Regions from separate parts of the Sus scrofa genome. Here region 2 is linked to region 1. Evidence: chromatin contacts called from public HiChIP or PLAC-seq data. All regions are on one chromosome and are shown on one strand. The core of a region is the stretch at or near the end of the contact, and the rest is flanking DNA. Distances in the headings are between cores, read along the strand shown. Region 1 holds the start of ARL11 (ADP-ribosylation factor-like protein 11). Region 2 holds the start of LOC106505288.

Region 1 (4,695 bases), core at 684-3,183:
TTGTTGGCCAGCACCAGGAGGGGGACACTGGCCACGCTGGGGTCGTCCAGGACCTCCCTGAGCTCAGCCACCGCCTCAGGCAAGCGGGCTTCGTCTGTGCTGTCCAGCACATACACGAGGATGTCTGTGCCCTCCAGGTGGTCCTTCCAGCTGGCCCTGAGCTGGCTTTGTCCCCCGACGTCCCAGAGAGTCAGAGACACATGTCCAGGCTCCTCCAAAGGCTCCACGTTGAAACCCACGGTGGGCAGCGTCTCCACCAGCTGGTAGCCCTTTAGTCTGTACAGGAGGGTGGTCTTGCCGGCCGAGTCCAGGCCCATCATCACCACCTGGGCTTCCGCCCTGTGACCTCGGGAGCTCACAGACCCCATGGCGGCCCCTGCCAGACCCTAGGGGAGAACGGCCGGGTGCACACATCAGCTATTCTTTTCTGTAGGAACACAAATTCATGCAGGCACATGGAGGAAGGGTTTCTATGGCCAAAGTAGGGAAGCATGTCAGGTTTCAAAGACAGGCCTGGGCTCTGAAAGGGCCAGGAAGTAGGGGTGGGTGAATCAGCTGACCCATCTCTCCCGGCTGCCTCCTACAGAGCGGAGCCCCCCGCCCCAAGACATGGAATGTAGGCTCACATTCCCTGTGGTTAAAGCAAGGAGGCACAACCAAATTCCAGCTAGACAAGCTTGGTTCAGTAGAAATGACTGAAAGATTCTTCCATTCCTGCTGGTCCGTGGCTTCTAGCCTCTCTTGTCCTCCTGGAAGCCTAAACCCTGAAGTGGAAGCTATCCTGGGGTCAGGACACAGAGGGAGGGGGACCGTCGGCTCATGGTAACTTCTGCTGCCTTTGGAACTCCCCATAGGACCAGGCTGCGTGTCCTGTAACAGTGGCTATTTATAAATACTGTTGACTGAGGACAGATGTACCAGTCAGGGCAAAGGGCTTTCCTCCAGTGTCTTACTGAGGTAAGTGACCTCTACAACATTACACATGAATTACAGGAATCCCAGATGCCAAGACTAAGACCTGATGCCAACTTAGTCTAGGGAAGCCTTGGCTGGAGCAGGTGAAGGAACATCTCACCCCCAGGAGTACATTTCTGTTGGCCCTGGAAGAAAATAAGACAGCCTCTGTTCGTTCCTCATGGCAGGCGTGGAAGAGTAAAAATTAAAATTACCTCAGTATTGGGAATTCCTGTTGTGGCTCAGCGGGTTAAGAACCCAGTCTCCATGAGGATGCAGGTTCAATCCCTGGCCTCGATCAGCGGGTTAAGGATCCAGCGTTGACGTGAGCTTCGGTGTAGGTCGCAGACGCAGCTCAGAGTTGCTGTGGCTGTGCTGTAGGCCGGCAGCTGCAGCTGTAGCTCCGATTGGACCCCTAGCCTGGGAACCTGCATGTGGTGTGACACAAGGTGTGGCCCTTAAAAAAAACAAACTACCCAATGTGATTAGACTGTGGCTGAAAGCTCCCCTGTGACCGTGTCCTCCCCTGCAGCTGCTTTCCACTGCTCAGTCAGGTCCCACGATTGAGAGGTGAGGGAAGTCTCGAGTGGCTGCTACTGGTTCTCCTTTTTCTGTTTCCCTTTCCCACGTGGTTGGGGGCAGGGCGAGCTCCGCAGGCCGTCTCTCTGCTCTGGCCCCTGGGAGAGAGCAGACCTGCTGGGGTCAGGCACAAAACGTCCTCAGTAACACCTGCTTCTTAGCAGCTCAGACTCTATGCTGCAGGGAGGGCCCCCCGTTCAGGACCACATCTGCGTTTGCTGTTTCTACTGCTCTTCCTCTCACCATCCTGTGATCCTCTTGGTGGAGGAATCTGAGAATCCCCCCTTTTCCCTCAGCTCAGTGTGTTTCTGGTGCCTGGAGATTCTTTTATTTGCTTGGAACCATGTGTGCTTACAAGCTGCCCAAATAGGATTAAAACCCTGTAGGAGTTCCCATCACGGCTCAGCGGTGACTAGCATCCGTGAGGTGGCAGATTCCATCCCTGGCCTCGCTCAGTGGGTTAAGGATCCAGCGTTGCTGTGAACTATGGTGTAGGTCGCAGACACGGCTCGGATCCTGCGTTGCTGTGGCTCTGGTGTAGGCCAGTGGCTACAGCTCCAATTGGACCCCTAGCCTGGGACCTCCATATGCGGCCCTAAAAAGACAAAAAGACAAAACCAAAAACAAACAAAAATAAAATACTCTTAAAAATTAGGTTTAATGTTGCAGGTAAACCAAAATGTGTGTGTGTGTATCACATATACACATACATATGTGTGTATATAAATATATATATGTTAAACCATAAAAATTAAAAGTTATGTTAATGAGGTGGAACTAAGGGTGATTAAGCTTATTGCTTAATTTTTTTTTTCTTGAACAATGTCATTTTGTTTTTCCCAGTAAAAAAAAAAAATGATACTTCCAAAAAATAGAATTTTCCAAAAAATTAACCACTCAGAAGCCTTTGCTTCTGTAGCAGATTCTGACTTGGCTCTGGAGCTCCAGTGACTTGGCGCTCATAGCTGGTAACAGTTCTGCTTTCTGGCACATTCTTTACTAAATCGTCAAGGACCAAGATGGGGGTTGGGATTCTCTCATTTTACTAATGAAGAAATGGCTCAGACGGGAGAGAGAATTTGTTCATGATCTTGCTGAGATTTATAATTCATCTCTCTTTCATTGTATCGTGTTGCTCACTGAGAAAGTGCTTTGCAAATGGCGAGCCCCTCATTGTAGCGGCTGTCGTTGTAAGGTGGCTATATTTTAACAGGAGGAAGCGATTGGGAAAAATTGGAAACACGGGCACCACTATGTCATGTTGTTGATGTCACTGTCCTTTTGGGTTTTGGGGGGAGCCTGTGGTTCTGGCTACAGTCGTTTTGGTGAGAAACTGAAGCATAATGGAAGGGATTTAGAGGTAGAATTATAGTCAAAGAAAAACCACAGCAGAACAATGGTTAAAGTGGTAAAAAAAGAAAAAAAAAAAAAAGGTTTTATTCAGGACTATTGCAGAATAGTCCTGCAATAGGGGAAGAGACCTTCGTGCAGAACTGGGCTCCATTCCGAAAAAAGCGTGGGCAAGTGGGGATTTATAGCCAAGGAGCTGGGGGTGGGGGCGGGTGTCAGTGGATATGGAAAATTACTAAGAAGAAGCATCAGGGGAGAGCAGGGTTCTGGCTAAACCGACCTAATGGGGTCTTCACTAAAGACAGGCCAAGGTGATCAGATTTCATCTGGGGGGCGGTGGAGAATTAGCGACCTGATCAGATATGGAGGGTGGAGATTCGGATTATTGCTAAAACCAGATTTTATAAGGACGTGCGCTGTCTTAAAGCAGCCCAGCACTGTCTGGAGGGCGCTTGTCTGTCTTGCCTGTGGTGCTGGGCGATCAGACGAACTTGGGACCCAGCTCTGTCTGGGCCTGGCTGATGAATCAGTGGGAATCTTGCCAGGATTTTGCAGGATTGGGACTGGCAGAGGATACCGGTGCAGCAGGCAAAGGATGACCTGTGCTTGGAGGCTGGGGAGCAAAGGGGTGCTACTCTGGCCCTGGTTCCCCTTGTGTGAGCCCAAGGGAGGGGAGAAGGGAGGTGGGCAGAGACGGAAGAAGCCGTAGACTTGAAGGCTTGGAGGCACCATACCAGGCTGCTTGGGTGCTGAGTGCCTGCAGGTGACATGAGGGGAGGCACACTTCCCAGACTCCTGCCCTGAGGATTCCAGTGAAGCCTGGGGCCACAGGGCCAGCATGCAGGCCACCTGGAGGCCCTTTGTAGTACTGACCTCAGACTCAGAGAGACATCTCCCTCTGGGGTCTGGACAGGCATTCACTAAAGTCCCGTGTAAGCTGGAGGAGTAGAGAGCCAGGGAAACAGCAGTTATATTGAATGGGGCTCTAGTCCTGCCCAAAGGCCATGTGGGTATGGAGGTGAGTTACCTCCATAAACTCCAGCCCTGTCCCTTTGGCTCAACAAGGAAGCAGGCTTTTCATCAGACACCCAGGTGGGAGGAGCTTTCAGACAGCTGTCCTGGGAGGCAATGAAGCACAGAAAGTAACAGTTTGGGCTTTGACTTGGGACCACCTGGGGGCACCCTTGACCTCTATTATTCTACCATTCATCTTTGAGGGGTCTTGTGGTGGGAGTCACCACTCCAGCCATGCTGAAGGTGGCAATTCTCTGAGATGTTTAATTCCATCCCCTGCAACTGTCGTTTGTTAGGCAACCCTGTGGAGCCCTAAGCAGTGTGTCTGAATTTGGGGTGGTTGCCACAGGTGCAGTGTGTTTGGGGAGCCTGGTTACAGGTAGCTGTGGCCCTGGGTAGGCTTTCCCCAGGCTTGGAGAAAGCGGACAGAAAGCTTTCTGCCCAGGTCCCCAGGTCAACTCATAAACGGAGACCAGTGACTCAGTGGCAGCACTTGGAAAGTTTGGTGAGCACTTTCCAAAGATGTCCCACAGTGCCCAGGACAATTCTGCACAAGAAAGAATAGTTCTGGAATTTGAATTCAACTTTTTTCTTTTTTAACTGTGCCTGCAGCATGTGGACGTTCCCCGGCTAGGGATCAAACCTGCACCCTAGCAGTGACCAGAGCCATAACAGTGACAATGCCAGATCCCCAACCTGCTGAGCCAACAATGAACTCCTGAATCCAACTTTTTTATTTTATTTTATTATTATTTTTTTTTTTTTGTCTTTTCTAGGGCCGCACCCACAGCAGGTGGA
Region 2 (4,596 bases), core at 164-2,663, 320 kb after region 1:
TTTTCAGTTAGCAGGAAAAAATAAATCTTTTGATTGTCCAATATTTGCCTCAGACCAGTATCTTATTCCTAGTGAATTCTCTACAAAAGGAAGAGTCAGATGCCTAGAAGGCTTCCCTTAAATTGAGGAAACACAACCGCCCCCTTTAAATGGTCGTTAATACTGTGACCTGTAGTTAACGAGCTAAAGGTTGAAGTCCCAGTCCTGTAAGCAGGTGTAGCCCATATCCTGGGACAAGCACACACTGGCCCATTAATTTGGGGATCATCCCATTCCAGTTAGCCTGTTCTTCTCTTTAGCAGGAACTGGGTCACGGCCAGTGGAGCTAATTGATGGGGAAGGACCTAAACTATGAGGATGAAATCTTGAGAAGCCTACAGAAAATCCCCAGACTTGAGTTTCACTCACCTTATGGTGATGAATTTTAGTGTTCCATGTGTTCTGTGGAAATATTTCTGATTGCATTCTATGCAACATGAAACATGCAAGAGATTTTTTTCCTACTCACTGAAAATCTTTTTAACAAGTTTTTAAGAACTAAAGTATAGTTGATTGACAACATTGTGTTAGTTTCAGGTGTCCAGCACAGTGATTCAGCATATGAATATATATTATTCAGTATATGAATATATATATTCCTTTTCAGATTATTTCCCCTTATAGGTTATTATTAATTATTGAATATTTTTCCCTGTGCCATACAGTTGGTCTTGTCGGTTATCTATTTTATATACAGTACTATGTATATAATCCCAACCTCCTAATTTATCCCTCCCCCACCCCTCTTTCACCTTCGGTAACCATAAATTTGCTTTCCGTGTCTGCGAGTCTCTTTTGTAAATAAGATCATTCCTATCATTTTTTTAAAATTACATATATAGGAGATATATGATATTGTCTTTCTCTGGCTCACTTCATTTAGTATGATAATCCCAGGTCTATCCGTGTTACTACAAACGGCATTATTTCATTCTTTTTAATGGCAATGATATTTCTGTGTGTGGGTGCGTGCGCCCGTGTGTGTGTGTGTGTGTGTGTGTGTGTGTGTGTTTGTGCGTGTGTGTGGCTCACCCCACATCTTTATCCATTCCCCTCTGGGTGGGGGGGGAGGGATAAGTGCCCTGGGAGACTCCAAGAGAGAAAGACCCTTATCTGCAGAGCACGTCATTGCCCTTCGAGAGGAGGAAGGAAATCGGGCTGGAAGGTGCCCAAGGCCAGTGCAGCCCTCAGGGCTGGAGAGAGAGGCAGGAAGGGCAGAGAACTGGCGTTAGAGGGGACGGACACTAGAGGGCGCCGGAGCACCAACAGAGCCCACATTGATCTCTTCACTGGGACCTCCACCCGAGGTCAGATGGGGCGTTGGAAGAACCCCAAGGATGTGCCCAGAGAGGAGGGCTTGGTTACCAGGTGCGTTTGACCTTCTGGCTCACGTTGCTTCGCCTCATAGAGGGCACAGAGGTCGGTCCTAAGCATTCACTGGGGACTTTCTATCCTGGAGGCTGAGTGTCATTTGTTTCCCCAGAGTCAGGACTCTGGACCCAGAAATACCTGAATTGACACTTGGGCTTGCAGTTGCAGGCTGCAGGCCTACCTAGGTGTTGGTATCTGGAAAAACGGGGCTGGGGGGCCTGAACGTGGAGTGTGTCAAAGAGGTGGTGTATTGGTGGGTGGGCGGTGCTCACCCCGTGCCCTTTCTCCCGAGAGCCTTCCCTGAACTTCTTCTCTTTGCACCTGAGACTCCTCCTTTGTCCCTACATCCCTCTTCTCAGCTGAAGGGTCTCACTCATCCATCTGCTTTGTTGAACAATCACCAATCACAGCTTTTATGCCAAAAGCTTGGGGATCATCAGGAAATCTCCAGCTTTTAAAGTCGCAGCCTTGAGGGGCAGACAGTGGCCAGTGGAGCCTGGTCACTTGACTACAAGCTGGACACCTGGCCTGAATCCAGGGCACCTAAAGTTGAGCTGGGGGAACCTAAGGCCCGGCATGTGACTCAGGTCCAGGCATCCTGGCCTCCAATCCCGCTGGGGATGGAGCCCAGGACCCCGCGGAGCACGAACTCCCTGCTAGGCCTCTCTTCCATCCGCATCGCTGAGCTGCCCCAGAGCCTGATGGGCGGACGGCGGGACCTCCGACCCCTGACCCTTGACCCCGCCCACGGCAACACCGCCCAGGTTGGACCTAACCTGCGGAAGCAGTGTTGGAAGCCTGTTCGTCCTGGGGCCGCGAACCAGGTCAGTTTTTGCGGACTCCGCACCTCGTCTCCCAGGCTCAGCGCGAGACCAACTTTTGAGGCGCACGGGTTCGCCCTGAGCCGCCGCTGCTCCTTGGCAGCGCTGCGCCCAGGGCCTTAGTCTAGGGGAGCTTTGGTCCTTCGTCTCCCCCTTTCCCTCCCCACGGCTTGCTCGGGCTGCTGGGGTGGGGAGGGGGTCGACCTGCGGGAACCGAGGGGAGGGGCAGGGGCAGAGTTCCTGCCAGAGGCCCAGGGCTCCTCCTGACCTCGGGGAAGCGAGGGGGCACCGGGGCTGTGCGAGGTCCCGAAGCTGGACTCGCTTGGGTGGGACTCAGCCGCCTAAAACCGGCCCCCCAACACACACACACATGGTTCCAATAGTATACAATGCTTAAAACCCATCCCTAGACCAGCAGGGATTCAGCCAATCCCACTGTGCTCTTTCCTCTATTAGATAAAGTACTGAGGGCGAGGGGAGGGGGGATGGGACTGGAGGGACCCTCAAACGCTGACCTCAGCCAATTAAAGAGGGCTGGACCTGCGCGGATTCTTAGGGTGGGATCCTGGGGGGACAGTTAGGAGGTGGTCTGAGCAACTTTACGTGAGTATTGACCATCGTGGGGTGGGGAACAGGCTGACCCCTGAGAGGTACAGTTAGAAAGATCCTTTCCTCCACTGCCTTGAAGGACATGGGTGGGCTTGAAAGGCTTCACTCCCGAGGCCCCCACTTCCCTTCCGACTACCTTGCTAGGCTTGGGAGGAATGGGGCTGCAGAGTTGGTCCTGGGACTTGAGCTTGAGAAGGGCTGCTCCTGGGTTCAAGAGGTGGAAGGAGGAAGGGTGAAAGGAGCAACGGGGTGGGGGATGGTGAGTGCCCGGGGGGTTTTGAGAAATAATTCCCCACCCATTGCGTTTTGCAACTGCCCCATCGATGCCGTAGGATTTCAGTGCCTTTGGGGAGATGCCTCTAATTCTTTACTCCTGTGCTCAAAACTATGCAAAACCAGCTCTACATCCACTTGCTGCTTTGTGGAGATTTAAATATATATATATATGTATATAAAATTCTTGGCTAGTAATTCTTGGTTTTCAGTTCCATAAACAGCAGTTTTGAACTGTGCAAGCTGTTTAAACGTGTCCCTCTTAAACTAAAGTCTAGTCCTTTGGAAAAAGTACCTTCACCTCAGAGGAGATATTCTTTTCTCCCCTTTCCTTCCTTCTACTGCCATCTTAACAATCCCTGTCCTCAAAGACATTTGTTTTATTTTCTGCTTTATGGCAAAACAAATATCTTCCTCCTGCACACCCTGCCAAAAATAAAAACAAACAAAAAAACCTTTCCTAGACCATAGGTGGTTCAAACTTATGCCAATGTTTTGTAGTTAGTAGACACCGGTTAAGCTGCATAGCAATCTCCCCAAGAGCCAGAGGCAAGCAGTGACTTGGCTTCTTTGACTGGATGCCCTTCCGGTTCAGGAAGTTCCCGTTCTTTATTACCCAGCAGATAAGGCAGAGCTCTGGATGGCCTGTGATTAGATGACTTCTGATGGTTTCATTTCCCTTGCTGAGCTGCTGTTTGCAAGTTGGGCTTATATGATTGCCTGTCCATTTTTAAAGAAAGGCAAGCTCACTCTAATAGATCAGGGGTCTGAGCCCAAGGGTAGGTCAAAGGTGCTCACATGTAGGGACGGGAAAAAATAAAACAGAGACACCTGTGTGAATTCGAGCACACGAACAGAGGCCAGAATCTCCTCATTTACCTCCAGTGGGAAGTTCTCATGGTTTCAGAGGCTGAAACTCAAACCACATCAAAACCAGGTGATTTCCCCCAGGCGTCCCATAAAAGGAAGTATCCACCCCTGGTAGGAAGAGCTGCTGAATCCTGCGTGTTTTGAATACTGGGTGCTCTTCCCAGGAGAAGAGCTTGCACAGAACGGAACCAAAACTCTGCTCACGTGGTGTTACCATGTGAAAACGCTCGTGGACATCAAACCTATACCGGTCCTGTGAGTGCTCAGTCTCCCGTTTATTCTTCCTGGTGCGCTTCCAGCTTTATTTATTGGGAGCAGGAGCCCATGAAGTCCAGCGAGCTTCCCAGCATGAGACAAGCCCTTTCCTAGAGCTTCTAAATATTTCTTTAAAAATAGTTGCTCTGAGGCTGGTAGGCTGGTTTTGTTGCTGTTGTGGTTTTATGGCTGCACCTGCGGCACATGGAAGTTCCCTGGCCAGGGATTGAATCTGAGCTGCAGCTGCAGCAACACAGGATCCTTTAATCCACTGTGCTGGGCCAGGGACTCCTATAAGTTGTTTCTAATTGTACTTCAAAGACTTCCTATTTATCTCTGGGTCTGTAGTAGCAACTGG

What was found. HiChIP or PLAC-seq counts read pairs in DNA pulled down with a chosen protein or histone mark.
Region 2: a contact with region 1 is called in an H3K27ac HiChIP or PLAC-seq map of alveolar macrophages. The contact joins the promoter of LOC106505288 here to the promoter of ARL11 in region 1.

What each region holds. Positions count from the first base shown.
Region 1 is chr11:18,098,492-18,103,186 of Sscrofa11.1, forward strand. ARL11 (ADP-ribosylation factor-like protein 11) reads right to left here and starts at 1,934. Exons shown (of 2, transcript XM_005668400.3): 1 at 1,170-1,934; 2 at 1-427. The coding sequence starts at 368. The region is part of intron 3 of EBPL (emopamil-binding protein-like); the gene reads left to right.
Region 2 is chr11:18,414,356-18,418,951 of Sscrofa11.1, forward strand. LOC106505288 reads left to right here and starts at 1,414. Exons shown (of 3, transcript XM_021065322.1): 1 at 1,414-2,234. The coding sequence starts at 2,031.